Regions from separate parts of the Triticum aestivum genome. Here region 2 is linked to region 1. The links are chromatin contacts, called in public Hi-C maps. All regions are on one chromosome and are shown on one strand. The core of a region is the stretch at or near the end of the contact, and the rest is flanking DNA. Distances in the headings are between cores, read along the strand shown.

What was found. Hi-C and Micro-C count contacts between places; a contact is called where the count stands out from the background.
Region 2: a contact with region 1 is called in a Hi-C map of leaf, with 3 times the contacts expected there. The contact joins the promoter of LOC123055129 here to the promoter of LOC123055126 in region 1. A contact is called at or near these places in 3 of 5 Hi-C or Micro-C datasets (all in leaf) and 1 of 1 datasets of contacts at active chromatin or transcription factors (leaf).

The regions. Positions count from the first base shown.
Region 1 is chr2D:627,514,709-627,517,373 of IWGSC CS RefSeq v2.1, forward strand. It overlaps LOC123055126 (protein DJ-1 homolog D), which reads left to right and starts at 1,345. Exons shown (of 5, transcript XM_044479065.1): 1 at 1,345-1,564; 2 at 1,697-1,813. The coding sequence starts at 1,511. LOC123055125 (zinc finger CCCH domain-containing protein 32) reads left to right here. Exons shown (of 3, transcript XM_044479063.1): 3 at 1-373. The coding sequence ends at 38.
Region 2 is chr2D:627,742,458-627,745,122 of IWGSC CS RefSeq v2.1, forward strand. LOC123055129 (probable adenylate kinase 6, chloroplastic) reads left to right here and starts at 1,292. Exons shown (of 4, transcript XM_044479069.1): 1 at 1,292-1,845; 2 at 2,557-2,665. The coding sequence starts at 1,528.

The DNA of each region.
Region 1 (2,665 bases), core at 95-2,594:
ATGATTTTGCCCGTAAAGTCGGGGTCGTCTTCTCTTGAGCTCTGGCTGTGCTTTTCTTGGCGCTTCTTCGGGCCGGGCCGAAACGCTTGATTTCCCCTCTAGTGATTGATCCTCTTGGATGAATTCTTGTGGCGCTCCATGTTCCTGCTTCAAGTTGATAGCGCCAAAAAGGCCTGGTCTTTCCCGGGGCTTATGAGCGATAACTGATATTATATAAGTATAGGTCAGGCATTGAGCGAGGTAGATGATGATGATTGGATAAACGAGAAAGTAATCTTTACGTGTAAAAACAGCTGCTGCACTTTGTTGAGCGTATCCCTGGAACTCTGTATTGTATTAGTTTCATTACTAACATGATGATACCCCATTGATATTTTTGTGCCTGAGATGGATAATATAACACCCCCCTCCAACTTGGAGGGCATCTTTCCTTTTCTACACAGAAGAAAAAGCTTTCATTCTTTGCCTGGATGCAGTGTGTGGATATATTTGATTGTGAAATCATTTTGTTTCATCAGTTGATTTGTGACAGTGTGGGATTACCCGCTGATCATGTTTCTGTGATGAGCACATCTATCTGAATAAGTACCTGCTCTCCATTCTTTGAGCTTATAACTGGATCTGGATCTGGGTGGGGATCAGTGGTGCTGTTGGTTGTAGTACTAGTTTTTCCATCCATGACTATCTGTCTGCAGTTAGCAGTCAACTGAGTATGATTCCTGATCTTGTGCGATGCCAAATGATCCAATCGGGACACAACTTGAGTATAATGTAGGTGATGGAATCATGAGTTTTGGCTATTTTTGCACTGGCCATGGGCAAACCAGCAACTTGGAAGGCATGACAGTACACAAATAATTTGCTATAATCCGACCTCGCTAGCCACGAGATTGTTAGTGTATTAGGCCAATCTGAGGAGCTCACATGCTGCTGCCCTGGCAGATCTTGCTGATCATGTGCTCGCACGTTAAGCATGTAGCAGTATATTATACTACCTCTGTCCCGAATTAGTTGTCTTAGACAGTGTTAGATACTCCCTCCGTTTCAAAATTCTTGTCTTAAATTGATCTAGATACGGATGTACCTAATGCTAAAACGTGACTTAATACATCCGTATTTAGACAAATCTAAGACAAGATTTTTGGGACGGAGGGAGTACATCTGTTCGAATGTCAAATGGTGGTAACATGAGATAGTTTCTGGATAGTGAAAATATGCAGACGTTGGATCAAAATATACACTTTGTAGTTCCAGAGAGAGGAATACTAATGCATTTTCTCTAAAAAAGGAAAATGCATAAAAAAGAAAAAAAAAACAATTTTTATGATGGAACGGAGGCTCTTCTGGATGACTCTCTCGTGGCATATAGCGCCGGCCGCTCGCTCCGTCCCGTCCCGAGGAGAGGCTTCCAGAGTCCAGTCCAGTCCAGGCTTGGTTGCACTTGCAGGGAGCTCGGCGAAATCCGGAGCGTCTCGCGTGTGTGCACCTTTGGGAGGCGAGGACAGCCGCCATGGCCGCCAAGAGGGTGCTCCTGCTCTGCGGGGACTACATGGAGGACTACGAGGTCTCCATCTTATCCTCCTCCTCATCCACATCGCCCCCCTCCCCTGTGCTACAATCAATTGATTCCCCTTCCACTTCGATTGCTGCCAACTGATTCCGGTCGGTTTCTTTCCTGGGTCCATGGACGGATCAGGCCATGGTCCCGTTCCAGTCGCTGCAGGCGTACGGCGTGACCGTCGACGCCGTCTGCCCCGGCAAGAAGGCCGGCGACGCCTGCCCCACCGCCGTCCACAAGCCCATCGGCCACCAGGTGCGTCCTTGGATCAGTTTCCCCCGTCTGCTGTTTCTGTGTAGTTGGTACTGTATGTTCAAGTGGATAGGGTTTGGCCGGGTTGTGGTAGTGAGAAGAGCAGGACATATTTAGCACGGCCAGTTAGTTTGAGAGATGCATTCTTATGCAACACGAATTCCTTTTGTGAAGTGCACACGAGCTGACGACTAATCTCTAAGAAGAAATTCTCCAAGTCAGCCTGTGTTCTGTAAGAAGGAAACCCCTGTGGTAACTGTCTGTAAGAGGCCAGCATCGTTTGAACAGAGAAAATGATGTAACACTGCATAATTCATTACTCTACACAACATTCCCAGCTTATCCAGATGCCATGTTCACATTTACTGGATGGTTGTACAAACTTGAGCATCCCCTCTGCATTTAATGCTATGTAATTGGATGGCTGTACAAATTTGTTCAGGGTTTTAGGGTCTCGGTCTCATAATTAAGTCGATATGTCTGAAACAAAATCGTACAGGTCATACAGTACAGTACAATGCAACATTGAGGGCGTAGGGTAATGGCACTTACATGCAGTTGTGTTGTAGATGTACTGAAATGAGGGCATATGTATGATGTAGGTATACTGAACCAACAATGACACCTTAATATTATGGACTAGATGAGTGACAGCAGCTGTTCGCAGTTGGTAGTTTGTGCATTTTTGAATATGCGAGCATGATTGGTTAGTGTTCAAGTAAATAGTCTATCAAATACTCCCTCCGTCCCATAATATAAGAGCGTTGTTTACACTACACTAGTGTCAAGAACGCTGTTATATTATGGGACGGAGGGAGTAGTTGTCAGATCTTCTTTTCGTTCAGTACTTGTTGA
Region 2 (2,665 bases), core at 42-2,541, 230 kb after region 1:
CCACAAGCAGAGATGCCATCAGCCCATCACTGGATCATATGCCTAGATGACTAGACTGGATATGATTTCTTTTTGTTATATGGAAGCAAATTGGAATTGCTTTCAGATGTGCATTCAAATATCTTTGGAAGCAAAAATATTCCAATTTGTTTAAGCCAACAGAACTGTTATAGGAGTAGAAAAGGATTCTGTTTGGGTTGGGGGGCCACGGCCCCCTCGGCCATAACGTAGCTCCGCCGTTGCTCATCAATATACTCGTGCATCGGAAGCACTGAAGGAAGCAGCGATGATGGGATGAAACTACCCGACGTGATTTACGGGATTATATTTGTTGACAGAAAATAAATCGTATTTAATGCTAAATCTTTGCATGCGGACTAATCATACTCCTAGTTAATTCTAAACCTCCGCATGCAAACTAACTACCGACCGATCTGACGCTACAAAAAAATCAATCCAACTCCCATATAATATAACGTTAGGGATCAGTAGTCTGATTCCCATATAATATATACCTTTCTCTTGAGTTGCTTAGAATGAAAACCAAAGTTCAATCTCTTTGGTTTGTTGGGTTCAAAAAACACAGAAATTATTTAAAAAAGGCACTTGAACTAATACGAAATGACATTTGGAATCATATAGGAACCGAGAACACAACTATGAGTAATGGAAAAAAAATGGTTGTCACAAATGTCAGACACTTATGCATGAACACCGTGGTTTGCTTTATCTATGAAGCAGGTTGAAAGCCTGTTTCGTGATCATAAACACAATGGAATTTATTTTTACAGCCACATGCAAATTAGCCATAAGATTTTTTTTTACAACCACATGCAAAGAAAAAAAAGGTAAATCATATAGTTTTCAAACTTAAAAGCCAAACAAAGTCGTGCCGAAAAAAGCTGGTACAACAGAGTCTGTCGAAATTCTTGTAAAATTGATTTGAACCAAAGCGGCCATGAGATTAATTGTATCCATCTACTATCTTGTTTGTCATTGACTAATCTTCGAGAATAGACGCATTTGCGTGCTTGAAAGTTGCCTGATTTCTTTCTTTCTTTGCCCTCTTTGAACACGATTGCATGAAGCTTTGGTTGCGTGGTTTGGTTGGAGGTCGGTTGGTTGGTTGTTGGCCGCGTCGTATGCGCCGACCGCGACCGCAGCTTCCGACGGACGGACGGACGGGTGGAAGAGAAGTGCACGCCAGCATGCGCGCGGTGACGTCGCCGCCCGCCGCTCCGGCGTATCGAGGCCGACGGCGACGCGTCCGGCGCCACAGACCGTCCGACGTGTCGCGCGGAACCTACCGGGATATTCCCGGGAGAAATTTCTTTCCTATTTCGCGCACGTGAGCCCACCGCCGCTCGGATCGCCGCGGGGCCCGCCACGTGTTAGGCGCCCCCGAGCTGGCCACCACCCGGCGACCCCGTCGTCGTCTCGGACTCGGCTCGAACGCGAGGCAGCACTGCAGCAGGGCGAGAAAAAAAGGGCGACCGGCGGAAAATATCTGCGGGCCGGCGTTGCGAGATGTCGTCGGCGATGTCCCGCGCGATCCGGGCCTGCGCGGCCGGCGCCGCGGCGTCGAGGAGGGGCCTGGCGTCCGTGGAGGCGATGGGGGCGGCCAAGGGGGCGCCGCCCGCGGCGGGGCGATGGGCCGGGCGCGGGCGCGGCGGCCCGGGCCCCATGGAGGACGGAGCACGCGTGCAGTGGGTGTTCCTGGGATGCCCCGGGGTCGGCAAGGGCACCTACGCCGGCCGCCTCTCGCGGCTCCTCGGCGTGCCCCACATAGCCACCGGCGACCTCGTCCGCGACGAGCTCGCCTCCTCAGGCCCCCTCTCCAAGCAGGTATTTCAGTTCCTCGCGCTCAATCCCGCGTGGTGATTTTCGGACAAGAATTGATAGCTAGACAGTAGAGATCCCCTCTGATGTTGACGGAAGGGAGCCTAAGGATAATTTCACCTGCAAGTGTTCCCCTGCATCAGCTACCAAATCAGCAACAATCATGGTGCTCTTTTAGTGCTGAAAGAGGGCTTTAATTTGTACTATGAGAGTAGACCAATCCGACGGTATATACTGACTAACTGTTTTACTTGCTGTCGGTTCGTTGCAACCAAGCCGAATTAGTTAGCTTAATATAGAACAAGTTCTTGAAACAAATACTAAGGTTAACTCAGTCTGAAAACACTCACAAGATTGTCAAGTCTGTAAGATAATCCATTAGAGCTGGTTATGAAGCCTGAGTGCAAGGATGCGCAACTTGCTCGGTCGATGGTTGCAGCTTAGGATAGATTGTTTGAACCCTTTTATGACTGTTTAGTTTTGTGCCGCTACACTTCCAATAGCAGAGGCATGAATGAATGATTGATAGACAAGGCCCAAATAAGACTAACTTGTAGGTTGTGTACAGTTTCAGAATAACAATGTTGATTTTGATTCTTGTCAAAAATATGGAACTTGATTCTAGCAAGGGAAGCCAAATCAGCATAACACCAACTAGTTCAACTCTGTTTTACCACTTCCACTTTATTGATTGTCTTATGTCTGCTTTGTTTCCAGCTTTCGGAGATTGTGAATCATGGAAAACTGGTGTCTGACGAGATCATCATAAATCTGCTGTCAAAGCGCCTTGAGGAGGGAGGCGAGAAGGGTGAATTAGGGTTCATAC